Regions from separate parts of the Danio rerio genome. Here region 1 is linked to region 2. A link is a contact called in public Hi-C data. All regions are on one chromosome and are shown on one strand. The core of a region is the stretch at or near the end of the contact, and the rest is flanking DNA. Distances in the headings are between cores, read along the strand shown.

Region 1 (7,357 bases), core at 891-3,390, 33 kb after region 2:
CTACAGTGTGTATATGAATGGTTGATAAATGCATGTGTTTTTGATTTTATTTGTACTGAAGAAAACTGTAGTGATTTTAAAGGTTATGAGAGATAAATTTGTGCCCTAACTTCCAAATGAAGACGTCTGGTTGTTTTCTTCACAAAACCGACAATTTTAAAACTCTCCAAGCAGAACTTTGATAATGAGTGGAGCTTGTTCATTTCCAGCCATTTTAGTTAAACAAACGTGTTGTTCAAGTGCGATCAGAGAGCTTGCCCTATTTATTGATCTGAGACATTTCCCTAGATATAATACATATCTAAAGTTTAATTCCTTCTAGTTTAGTCTGACAATGACAGTCAGTTGTTTGTAATTTGTGAAACTTGAGGGTAAAAGCTTTTGATATTTGCTGGAGGTCAAAACAAAAAAGAAAAGCACAGAAATGATTTACCACAATTGTCAATGTTCACTTAACCCTAATGAAGATTTTCTCTATTGATCCCCCTGCTTTAGGTGGACTGTAGGTAATGCTTTACTTTCTGTACCTTTTTGTAGCGCCCTTTTTCACAGGACAACATGTGTAATATTTTCAACATTAAGTATATTTTTAACTGCATAAAAATATTGAAGTTGGTTTAAGCGAAATTCAAGCACATGTTAAATCAGTCTTTTACAATGATCTGTTCTATAGTGTGCACTATTTATTTAAACATTTAATCTTGCAATATATATAAGAATATACACTCTCAGAAATAAAGAAATGCGATTTGTCACTGGGATGGTACATTTTCAAAAGGTACAATTGTGTACCTAAAAGGTCAATATTAATACCTTCAGGGTACATATTGGTACCTAAAAACTACAAAAGTGTTTGTCTATTTTTTAGAAACTAATATATACGTTTGAGGTACAAATTTGAACCCTTTAGGCACAAATGTCTACCTTTTAAAAGGTACCGCCCCAGTGACAGCTTGCACACCCTTATTTCTGAGAGTGAATGATAAACAAACAATTCTTTATAGTTTCATTCCTCTATATTTTGATCAATAACTCTTTTACCATAGCAAAAATAGATATCTATAGTATTATTAGTTTTATTACATTGTCAAGTATTAAAATAGCCATTCTCTTGTGCAAATCAACTAATTCATACTTTTTTGATGGTTTGCCTAAACAGTGAAAAGAATGTGGACCTAAAATTTCATCATTTCAAGATGACCTGACCTGGAGCCAGTTTTACGCAGACTTGTACAGCAGGTACTACACACATTTTTGAGCTTGTCAGCTAAATAGTCTGAGACCTGGAACAGTGACCTCATCAGTTCAATTGTAATGAAGCAGGTCCTGCATCAGAATTTTACAAGCTCTACCTTGATTCGTTTGATACGACCTGAATATAATTAAATGGACTGATGTGAGAGCAACAATTTAAGCTTCTTGTAAAAAGAAAACATTAATATTAGTGTTGTATTTGAGTATTTAAAATTGATCATGTGTACCACTGATTGTACGACTGTTTTAAAACTAAATTTTAGCTTTAATCTTGAAAAAGTTTCTATCTTGTATATTTGTTGTATAAAAACAAACTTTAAAGATTTCAATTTTCATCCAGTCCTTTGTAATTTTTCCTAGAATTATTAAGAAGAAAACAATAATGCGTATTTGTCAAGTGAACTATCCGATTATGACTTCCTGATGCTGAAATTGTCAAAGCAGGCGTCTTTTTGAAGTGATGCAGTTATGCTGGAGGTACATGAAATATTAAGAGTTTTGTTTCAGATCCAGTAATATCTCTATATATATTTAACGAAATAATAGTGTATTAAGCAGAATATGTGATCATAAATTGATCACAAGTAGCCGTTTATCTGTCAGTCATTTACCGCAATCGATAACACAATCTTTGGTTACTAATCACCACAGTTTGCCTGCGAATGATATGCGGATTAAAACAATGTGGAACGTCTTATCTTTTTCCCTTCACGACTTATCAAGAGCGTATATTTGTTTTGCCTTCCCTCGACGCCCACTGTGTGGTAATCCAACAGAACACAATCCGACCATTACAAAGACGTGCAGGAACGCGTCCAGGGGAGCGCGCGTGGTGTGGGCGGGGTTTACACAATGACGACTGTAAGAAAAAAAAAAGTGGGAATCCGGTTCACAGCCAGGTTGAGCATAGGTGGAACTGGACTACTGATGGAGCTCTTATGAAGAACAATTAACAATCATCTAAAGTAGAAGACGGCAAGATGATCAAAATGAAGAGAGTCGAGAAAGAGAGTGAAGGCTGTGGGGGAGGAGAGAGAAAAGCCCAAAAGGATCAGGTGTGTAATTGTAAATTCTGGTATGTGGAAGTCTGGTATGTGTGAATAATCCGCTAAATCCTTCTCAATAAGTAAAGTAAAATGTTAAAGTGGATATTTTTAAGGTATTTCGGTTTTATTAAATAGCACACTATTAAAAGTCAGGAAATGTTTGAAAAGACAATTTTCATGACTGCAACAAGTGTAGTTATGTAAAACACGCCATGAAACAAGTGACTGACAAAACTACTGAACAGACTGGTAAATGCATCAAATTAAATAGTCAAAACTGTTTTATATTTAAAAAAGCTGGAGCTGAAGTTTGTCCTAAGCAAACTGGTAAGCTCCATATGCAAGAGGCATAAAATGCTTATTTTTTATAATCTAATTTTAGTTTGACTAACACCAGTTTTCTTTTTCTCATTTTGGCAAATTGTCTTTCAGTGTAATAAATATATTTATGTAAACTATAATAGAATACATATCCTTATTAAAATAAATAAATGATAGATGATAAAACTGACTTAAATGTATATGATATTCACTTCTAAAAATGTCTTGCTGATAAATGAGCCAATCCTTGTAGTTTGAAGGATAGCTGCAAATTATAAAGTAACATGGACCCGTAAGAAGTTGTGTTTATCGCATTTATCTGTCTTGGCAAACATAACCGTCACAACCAGCATTTTGTACCAAAATATATGAATGACATTTGAGTAAGATTTGAATTTATACAAATTAGCCACCCACGTAAAATGTTTTAAAACTGCAATGCTGGTTATGCTGAATTATCAGCAATTTTAAGGTATATCATAGCTTATACAGATGAAGTAAGGATTATTAGCCCACTTGAATTATTAGTCCCCCTCAATTATTAGCCACTCTGTTAATTTTTGTCCCCAATTTCTGTTTAGCGAAAATCATATTTTCAACAGATTTCTAAACATAATAGTTTTAATGACTCAATTCTAATAACTGATTTATTTTATCTTTGTTATGATGACATTAAATAATATGTGACTAGATATTTTTCAAGACACTTCTGTAAAGCTTAAAGTGACATTTAAAGGCTTAACTAGGTTAATTAGCTTAACTAGGCAGGTTAGGGTAATTAGGCAAGTCATAGTATAATGATGTTTTGTTCTGTAGAAAATTGGGATACAATATTGCAATAAGGGGCTGCTTAAAAGCTGCTTTTATTGTAGTATAAAGACTTTCTCAGGAAGAAAAAATATTGACAGACATACTGTGAAAATTTCCTTTCTCTGATAAACAATGTTTGGCAAATATTTAAAAAAGAAAAAAAATTAAAGGGGGGCTAATAATTCTGACTTCAACTGTATGTTGAATAAATATGAAATGTGTCTGTAGTTGTAGGAAAAATCAGAAAGTAAGTCTATTTGTGTACAGTGCTCATAAATGATCACTTGTGTGTTTCATCCTTTATCTCATCTATTTTTTGTAATAACATATAATTATAACATATAATTATTATAATTTTATAATAATAGTTATTTTCATGTTTTTATCAATGTTTCTAAATACATCAATTTGCTAGAACATTATGTACTTTCATGCAGACAAAAGCCTTAAATTTTATTATCCATTTAAAATTGCAGTAGTTCGGTTGTGTGATTAAGGTTTTGTTGTTCCATGTTTTTAGCTAAATTAAATTTTGAGGCAACTAAAATAGGCAAATGAATAAAATGTGTTTCCGTGATTAGGATTACATTTCCTTGTAAGCTCTTTTGCTATTCAACAAAATAGTTTGCTCTTCTCGGCTGCTGACTTTGAAAAGAAACCGGACCTGCATGCGAAAATGACTCATACTTTACTGTGTAATGTCTGCATTGTAGAGTTGGATCCCAAAGATGATTAAAAAGAGAGTGTGCACCACCTTTGTGGAGGATTCATGCAGGTACAGCAGTTTTTTTTTCATTTCTCATGCATTTAGATTTACTATGCAGGAAACTATTCAGTCCTTTCTGTCATTTAAAACAGTCATTCAGCCTCTTGTAATATGAGCTGAGCCGTTAAATCTCGGATTTGGCAATGTAGGGTGGGTCAACAAACATGTCATTTTGTCTTGAATACAGGTGAACTCCTAACCATTTGTCAACTCATTATAATCCGTGTCCTTTTCCTCTCTTTATTTCAAGCTATTGTTAAATGTAATGGGCTTGATTCATAATGGGATTTGGGCAGGTACAGTTTTAATCTAATTTATTTATTCAATCAATGATGTGTACATTACGTGACATTCTTGAGTTTGATTTAGGTTACTACCATTTTGATGTATTGCATTAAAATGAACAGGTCACATATTACAGTGTCAGTGATACACACATATAAACAAGATTGAATTCATGCCCTGAATGGCAACCATAGAGGTATCCATAATCCTGGACCAGGCCATATCCTGCATGAGCATGAGACCATTTCCTGAAAGACGCCGTGACAGATTACTCTTCAAATTGATCCTGTGGGCCGGCCTGAACACCCACCCGTGACCTACTCACACCTGCAGCTTCTCCACAATGGACGTCCAGTGTTCTTCAGCCCCCGGCGCCTAGACTGCAGCTCTGCACAAAACGTTTTGTCAGAGAAGAAATGGTCGTGCCCAACTTAGCCTGGTTTCTCTTATGGTTTTTTCCTTCACTTTCATCAATTGGTGAAGTGTATAACTCAGCACTGTCACCACTGGCTTGCTTGCTTTAAGACTTGAGGAGCTGCACATCGAAGGATTTGCTCTTTAGTGTTTGGACTTTCAGCAGTGAAAATTAAACCACACTGAGCTGAACTAAACTGAACTTCAACTATGAAAACTGGACTGACACTGTTTCAATTTACTAGAACTTTTATGCTAAGCTGCTTTGACACAATCTACATTGTAAAAGCGCTAAAGAAATAAAGATGAATTGAGTTTAATTGAATAGTAAGTATATGAGTATTCAGTACTCACAGTTTTCTCTCTACCTCCCTTTCTTTCTGTCTGGCAGTAATGGAGCTTTATGTCAGTGTGGTGGAGCACGGGACCTTCATGTATCTACAACAGCAGATGATCATGTAGTCGGCCAATGGGACAGAGCACGGGACACCTCTGATTATCCCACTGATGCCTTTGGACAGCTGGAGTTTGTTGGAGCCGGACGGAGACACTGTCCAGTGCGTATCTCTGCTGAACACACATAATCACATAATTATACATGATCACAATTTCTGAATCCAGAACATTCACTCCATTTGTAGACGCAACTATGATTGATGGGTAATTGGGGCTCTATTGATCAAAATTAGATGTGTATGTCATTGGCTAAATATGCTGTCACATTAGCAAAATTTCTGTGAAATTACACAGGCAGTGTTCTGATCTGAAGACTCATCTCTATGCCCTCATTTATTTTAAGGTGTTAAGAGTGTTTTAAGGCATAGATCTCAAATTTAATTTTATGAGGGCTGTTTTCACAGTTTTGCTTCAACCCTAATCAAAAACAGCTAATCCAACTAATCAAGGTGTTTGAGACTACTAGTCTGCGTCTAAAATCGCCTACTACCCAGTAGGCACTGCATTTAAATTTACTACTCGACCATTAGAAATAAAGTTTTATACAGTATGAATGTGACTAGTATGAATGGAACTGCGATGTACTACATTCGTTTTTTTGTCATGATCACATGACCTACCCGCATCAGTTGCATTCATGAATTCTCTAGCAGTGCATCATGGGATAGCGTAGCATCCATCAAAGGCACACTTCGAAAAGTTCGATGAATTCGGAAACACTACTTGGCTCGCATACTGTTTTTAGCATACTATAAAGTATCGAAGTATGTGATTTCAGATGCAGCCCTAGTGTCTATTAAGCAGGTGTAAGTTGGAGGTGGTTGGAGATAAATTATGCAGTACTGCAGCCCTCCAGGAATTGAGTTTGAGATTGTTTAAAGAGAATGAAGGGTGTAGGAGGCCAAAAAATTCTCCAGTGAAACATTTTTTTTTACATCAGCTTGTGTCAGATGCACACAAAAAAACATTTAAGTGAAAAGTGTCTAGCACTTGTACCCTTTGAAATTTTTCACTTTGAAGGACGCTCTGAAGTAGCCTGATTTAAACCCTTTTTGAGCACCTGTTTTCAGCCGTTCAGTACGGTGGGAATGACTTGTCTCACTCTGATATACCCTTCAGAGGCAAATTTGGATTTGGAACACAGTGAAAAGGCTTCAAGCCAAGCAGTTTTCTTTAGATCAGCTTGGCTAATTGTAAATATATGTCAAATTGCTGATCAATTACATAATGAAACTATGTAATTCGATAGTAATTACAAACTTTCCATGAACCCAAACCCATGCCACAAAGCCTGGGGCCATAAACTTTTCCCATAAACAGTTAAACCTGTTAACTTTAGACAAACAAAAGAAAAACTCTTTGGATCATGATGGTATTTTAAGATTTAGGAACATTTTTTATTTATTTTATTATTATTATTTTTGTTTTTGTTTTTTGCTTTGCTTTGCTTCTGAGCCATCATTCAGTGTTTCTCTTTTGACAGAAATCCCATCCTACATTCAGAATTTGTGGAGTCACAGTGACAAAAACATTGTGCATGTTTCTGTATGTTAGGAATGTCGTGTTTGTCTTGATGCCTTTGTACCGAATTACATATCTCTCAGAAGTTTCAAAGATACCATCAATACTTGCTAAATAGTTTCATTGTCACAAACAATGCTTCAGTCTACTGACCATCGTCAGGCATGTGTAGCTTTGAAGACAAAACATTTAAAATTCACTCAAAACCAATGAATGTCTCCGACACTACATGCAGACCAATTAAGAGTTTAATGAAGAATGGATGCTGTAACTTTACAGAGATGGGAATTGTCTAATATTGTACCCTTACAAACATGATTTGTGAATAATGGAACATCATTTATTTGTATTGTTGAAATATGCCTGTTGAGTGTTTGATTACTTGTTATTTATGATGAATGAGCTGGTGATTCTTGTTCTTGTGTTCATGTGGGTTTCCTCCAGGTGTTGCAGTTTCTCACACAGTCAAAAGACATGCTGTATA
Region 2 (6,596 bases), core at 1,178-3,677:
TGCAGTGGTTTGTCAATGTTTTTTCAATACATTTGAACTTTTTGCACAACCAGATGTCATCTTTTCCACAGATAAAAATAAGTCAGTCACGCTTGGAACAATAAAGCAAACCCTGTAGTGTCCAAATTGTTTTTGGGGTCATTGCACTTCATATGCATGCCTATCTTGAGGTCTCAGAGCTTTCTTTCTTTGCTCGTAACCCAATCTCTATTATGTTCCTGTCAGGACCTGAAGCTGTCGACAGAGACATGTCGAAAATACAGTCTCTATCACTCGCTTCATCACTACAAATATCACACCTTTCTGCACTGTAAAAAGGAGGTATGCGAGAATAAGAGCTTTTCTTAAGAAATGCGTCACTGTGTCCCTGATAAAAACCCTGTCCTCTCTCTCTCTCATTCTCTATGCTCAGACGGACAGCATTGAACAGGCAGCAGAGGAGGATCCAGGTCAGGAGGAGGTGGTTCAGCAGTGCATGGCCAACCAGGGCTGGCTGGAGACTCTGTTCAATTCCTTTATTGAACTGCTGACGCTTAGCACCAAGGCTTAAGATTCAGCTGTCCACGATCCAAACACGTCCTGTTTGGAGAGAGGAGAAACTGCGTCCTCTCAGATGAAGCCGCTGCACCTCCAGGTTGCAGGAAAATGAGATTTTCCTTTGCAGAATGTGAAAGAGCCAGTGGCGGTTTAAGCTGTTGCATTTTAACATGAAATGTTTTTTGTAAAGCCTTCATTCCTCTCTCTTTCATTATGTGTCAGCTCCCTGCGACTGGAGCCACAGGGAGACGGTATGAAAACAACAACAACGACGACGACAACAAAAAAAAAAGCAAATGTGTAAAGACAGTTGTCTGCACAGAGACAAATAACGATAGTGCCAAAGGGAACAGGGTTGAAAACCTCACTGGTCAGCAGTGGTTTGGCAGAGGTGAGCTTTGAATGCTATGTTCCACGCACACTCTTCTATATAAATATGTATTATGAACAATTATGATTTGTATTATTTATACATGGACATTTATACATGGTTACCTCCCAGAGCTGGGACAGTTTGCTGTTATTATTTTGAATAATAATGCTCATGTTTTATGAGGGTGTACATGAAATGAGCCACCCATAGACCCCCAAACGTCCTGTCCCCTCAACTGAAGGACAAGGCGGGCAGGATGTGGACTAAAGAAGCGGGGTCAAAGCAGTGTGTAGTTCCTTTTTTGTCAACAACAACATCAACAACGAAAAAAAAGAAAATAGAGCAAAAGAAAAAAAACTGTATTTAAAATGAAACGTGTTCTTTCTGTTTGTTCTTTAAAAGAAAATGCGGAAAAAGAGGTGTACGTGTTCGTTTTCTCAAAGAAAACACGACTGTGCAGAGGGATGTAATCGATTTTAAAGTGTGCAAAATGTCTGTGTTTACTGTTTGTTTTTTTATCTGTTGGTTGTTTACGATGATAATTATTATTATTATTAATATTATTTTGGAGGTTTGCTTATTTCTCTCTTCTGTAAATATTGTACAGTTGCTTCAGTCTCTCTCTACCCGTCCCTCATCTGTACATGAATCCTCCTGTATTTGACAAACGCAAATAAAAGAAAAGAAAATGACTTTATGAAAATCATGCATTTTCACAAGAGACTGCCTTGGATCTTTCTTTATTGTTTATTTGTTCTTAGTGTACAAGCTGCTATTTTGCATTTAAGATGTGTATGAATGGAGAGAATGCACTGGAAATCAAGCAGTACAGCCAAGCAACCTGCTCTGAACACTGTAATCATGTTCAAAAGTTCCCAGTGCTGACTAATCACTCTGCAAATGAAAGCGTTTCTCTGAGGAGTTGAATAATGACATTATTTTCATGATTTTTCATGATTCTCGGTGTAGGGTGCCAGCATTCAAGAGTGTCAGACCAGCCTCAGCAGTTCTTCAAGGTAAACATTCCACTCCTGCTGGAGCGCCAGGGAAAAAAAAAGAAGCCGTAGAACTGCATTTCCTGTTGTTACCATGGTAACATTACCATGGCAACAGCAGCAGCATTTTCCAGGAGTGTTTGTCTGTCTTTGGTGTGATGCCCATTTCGCTCTTTGTCTCTTTCTTTCTCCTTTGCTTTTGAGTAGCTTCCTAATTGACTGTTTCTAGCTTATGAGTAATAACAAATAAATCACATTCTCTGCTATAATATAAATTACTTTTATCCTTATTTTAATCGCATCATAGAGAGCTTCATTTTTTCACATTACATATTCTGAACATTTTCATAAGATATAGTTTGCTCCACTATCATGTTTTGTCACTATATTTGTTATGAGTATAAAATATCTTGCCTCTTATTAATCATCATCTTGACATCCACTCCTTCCTTACTGCTCTGTCTCACTACAATCATCATCTTCCTCATCTTCCTCCTCCTCCTCCTGCACAGCGCTGTGTCTCGTCTGGCCACACAGCGGCGCTAGTTTGCCGTCAGTGGTCACTCCCATCGGCTGAATGATCTTGCCCCTGAGCGGATGTGGTGAGCAAAAACAGTTCATTTATTAACATGTTTATTAGGAAATGGGTAAGTAGTGCACTAAACAGTGGTGAAAAGCGGCTGTTTTTATTTTACTGGAGTACTTGGACACATTTTTAAAGTATCTCTACAAGACTTTCATATTTTTTGGAAACGTACTCAGAGGCGGATTTGGGGGCCCTAGCAGTAAAACTCAAAACACTCTCTTTCTCTATAGATATTTATTTTCTCTGTATATGTGTTTTTATGTAAGTAAACTGCATGTTAAAATATATTTTACGTGGAAGCTTTATCTTGTTAATGTAAAATTAAATACAATAAATTCACAAATATAAAACACAAGTTCACAAACTAATTATAAGTACAGTTAAATAACCATTTTTGTGATTAGACTTTAATATCTGCGTGTGCAGTACGGAAAGAACGTTCCACTATTCATGGTGGGGGTCCTCAGTTTTGAAAAGAACTATAAGTATTAAAATCTTAATGATTATAGACAGATTTTACAACATATGATTAAAAAAAATGTATAAAAGACCTTTAGGAATAATATAGGCTTCATGGCATTGGTTGGGGCCCTAAGTGGCTGCTTACCTCGCTTATAGGTTAAGTCCACCCCTGCTTATACTCAATAATTTCCATAACAAAATTTTGTTATTAACTCCCTGAATTTAGTGAAGTAAAACGTTTTTAACAGGAGAAATGTTTGGAGACATGAAGAGTTGCAGGCCCGTAGCCAGGAATTATTGCATTTTGTCTCAAGCCAAATTGAAAAAGAAACTTTTTTTTTTTTTTTACTTGAGTAACATTTTATCAGGCTAGCTATACTTTTAATCAAGTGTGTTTGTCTGCCCCTGCCACTACATTTGTGAAGGATCCCTCTCTCAAACACACACACACACACAAACATACATACCGTGACAGCCTGTTGAACATATTTATGAGTCTGAGCGCCTCTGCCTCTTTCTCTTCTTCAGTCATCCCTTCCATTGGATCAGGCTGTTCCTCCTCCACCCGTCCCGTTACAGGGTTAATCCTGTCCCGGGCCTGTCTGTACTCCTCCGTGTCTGAGTCAGAGTCACTGGAGTACTGTGGTTGAGGAGAAGAGCCACGGCCGTTCAAAAGACCCCGTGCTGCCAACAGTCCAGCTGCATTACCGTAACCAGTGTACTTCACAAACCTGCTCACTGGGAGAGGACGAGATCAAGAATTTCAAACAGACAGCAGTGTTTTAGATGTCACAGTAAGGTGTTTCTCACATAAAGGTCTTTTCTGTTCCAAAAAAGAAGGACATTTTGCAGAATGGAGTGGAGAAAAGATAAAACTCTATCGCTTGGAGATACAATAAATACATTAACACAGCAGTTTCAAGTGCCTATATAATTGGGCCATTTAACAAACCCTTCAATTAGCCAATGCCAAAAAAGGCTAAAAATAGCTAGTTTATTCAGAAAATAATAAATGCTGATTTGTACAAAATACTGAATAATTTATAAACAAAATGACAATGTTTAGATTCACAGTAATAATCCTTTAAATCCACACACACACTCATACACTATGGACAATTTAGGCGACCCAATACACCTGTACCACATGTCTTTGGACTGTGGGGGAAACCGGAGCACCCGGAGGAAACCCACGCGAACGCAGGGAGAACATGCAAACTCCACACAGAAACACCAAACGACCCAGCTGAGGCTCAAACCAGTGACCTTCTTGCTGTAAGGCGACAGCACTAGCTACTGCGCCACTGCGTCACCCCATATAAGCAATTCATAACAACAAAATCTACATAAGATTTGCGTGACTAAAAGAGTTTTAAAACATAACGTTACTTGTCTAAAATAAATACTTCAGCTATGGTGTCGTTCTTTCTCCAAAAGTAACTCCAATATTGATTCAGGATTTTAAAGTTTTGATTCAGCATTTGTTTTTACTCATCACTCTCTCTCTCTTGTGTGCATATTGGACTTTGAAGAGACTTTCAACCAGCACAACAAAAATGTTTCTGAGGACAATCACCTACTGCACCTTTAAGGAAGGATGTATTTTTGTGGGCCAAAATGTGAGACATAGTTAGCACTTCTGGCTTAATTTTTTTAAATACATTTTTGGTTAATTTTGTCATCGAACCATGAGGAAACACTGATTCTGATCTGCTGTCGAGGGAGAACATGCAAACTCCACACAGAAATGCCAACTGACCCAGCCGAGGTTCAAAACCAGCAGCCTTCTTGCTGTGAGGCAACAGCACTACCTACTGCGTCACCGCATCGCCGTCACAGTGTTTATTTACTCCAATAATTTAAATGCTATTTTGAGTTAATAATTTTTGTAAGAAAGCGATTGTGAACTCAAGACTGTAAAAATAAACTACACTCTACATACTATAACTTTGAAACCAATGGTTGAGTTAAAATATTTGGTATTTGGTGGCTTATTTTTTAACCTTTATTGGGTTATTTATTTAATAACTCAACCAGTTGGGTTAAAAAAGTTTGAATTTCAACAGTCAACTGATTTAACTGACACAGAACAGCTGTATTAATATGCTTACATAATGTTGTTTTTGCGTTATAAAGTTTATTTAAGCTCTAACACAATAATGTTTTGCTTTTTGATGAAATTACCTCTGTGTCGTGTGTTTTATATCCGTTTCAACACTCTTAATTGTTGATGATTCGAACGAGCACTTCATAGCTGATCTATATTAAATGGATGAAAACGCTTAAGTGTCTGAAACTTAAAATGTAATGGAAATAAAAGCATTTTTTATATTTTTGAAAACTCTTCTATAGTAGTAGTACTAGTAATAGTAGCAGTAGTAATACCAGAATGGAAAAAATTACATTTATTCAAAATAACCCAATGCAATGGGTTAAAATAACCCATAGTTAGGAAGGTGCTATAATCGTTGGGTTATATGTTGGGGTATTTTTAACCCAAGTATTTTGACTGAGTAAAGAGAAAAGTTTTTTTCCTGTCTGGTATGATGATTAATAATAAGTTGATGTTACTGATGTATGTCATAGAATAAAGCAGGATTTGTTTGAGAGAAAAAGACCAGAGCAGTGATATCTGCCTGGCTGGACTACAAAAAGTACATCATATATGCAGCACTCTGTATTATAACATGTTCATACCATGTTACTTGAAAATCTAAATCATTCAGCAAGACATATGTCATGGTTCAAGAGATGCATTTACATACCATTTTCTTTGCATAGCACAAAGAGAAGCTCAGCTGCACAGTGCTTGATATCAGTGTCGACATGGGTCATTAGTCTCACTAGTCTGCTTCTCAGTGTGTTCCCCTGCTCAGGCCTCAGCTCAACGTCTCTCAGTGGAGGCAGGATCTGCTCAAAAATAGAACAGGTTCAGGCTCCTTGTACACAACCACGAGAATAAGAAGAATATATTGTGTCATATTTAAAGTGCTATGTTTTAAAAGTTCTTCAATAATAATACTTAAATTTAAAGGTCACCCAAGCCTTTAAATGTAGAGCCAAGTGTATTAATATTGTTTCTCAAGTATTGTTTTTTATTATTTTCAAAGGGCCATTAGCTTGCATTCTATGATTCACCTTGACCCAATTTGAAGTCTTCTTTAATGTTCTACTGAGGGAAAAAAGTCAACTACATCTTGGATGGCCTGGGTGAGTAAACTTACAGCAATTTTAAGTTTTACCTGAACAGATTTAACACACACTGAAATGTGACACGTACCTGCTGCCGGAGATAGTGCCTGGTTTCCCTGTGTGCTTTGCTGCTTTCTGTCAACAGGTTTAACACTGGAGTAAGCTTTTCCTTCAGCTTGTGGCCCTGTTTTATTCACATTTAAAGACATAACAATTAGCATGAAATAAATAGTAGCAGGGTCAGAAATGTATATATTCTTTTTATTATGGGCCAATGTTTTACATGGGGCATGGAAATAAGTTTGTTAATTGTCTTAATAATTATGTTCACATTACCTTTTATGCCAATTGCATAAATTGAATCAGTTACTTCAGTCCATCAGAATACTATAGATTGTTCGAAAAACATTAAGCTGGTTACAATTGTATGTCAATAAAGCATTGAAGGAAA

Evidence for each region. A called contact is a pair of places that touch in the nucleus more often than the background predicts.
Region 1: a Hi-C map of an unstated tissue shows a contact between it and region 2, with 2.2 times the contacts expected there. The contact joins the promoter of trpm4a here to the enhancer-like site in region 2. A contact is called at or near these places in 2 of 18 Hi-C or Micro-C datasets (caudal fin and an unstated tissue).

What each region holds. Positions count from the first base shown.
Region 1 is chr3:31,302,617-31,309,973 of GRCz12tu, forward strand. It overlaps trpm4a (transient receptor potential cation channel, subfamily M, member 4a), which reads left to right and starts at 2,141. Exons shown (of 28, transcript NM_001288815.2): 1 at 2,141-2,309; 2 at 4,145-4,206; 3 at 5,288-5,453. The coding sequence starts at 2,235. It overlaps scaf1 (SR-related CTD-associated factor 1), which reads left to right. Exons shown (of 12, transcript XM_073944590.1): 12 at 1-117. It overlaps LOC141381224 (a long non-coding RNA gene), which reads right to left. Exons shown (of 7, transcript XR_012401080.1): 6 at 5,251-5,463; 7 at 4,481-4,870.
Region 2 is chr3:31,269,239-31,275,834 of GRCz12tu, forward strand. It overlaps prr12b (proline rich 12b), which reads left to right. Exons shown (of 16, transcript XM_680992.9): 15 at 226-321; 16 at 413-1,629. The coding sequence ends at 550. It overlaps si:ch211-195b15.7, which reads right to left. Exons shown (of 14, transcript XR_012401071.1): 11 at 6,234-6,329; 12 at 5,719-5,863; 13 at 3,421-3,691; 14 at 1,635-2,494. Among named protein-coding and RNA genes, the nearest start is that of si:ch211-195b15.7, 12 kb to the right of the region's middle. Within about 2 kb of position 2,428, at least 18 of the 62 cell types and tissues checked have an H3K27ac peak or open chromatin away from gene starts, as enhancers often do.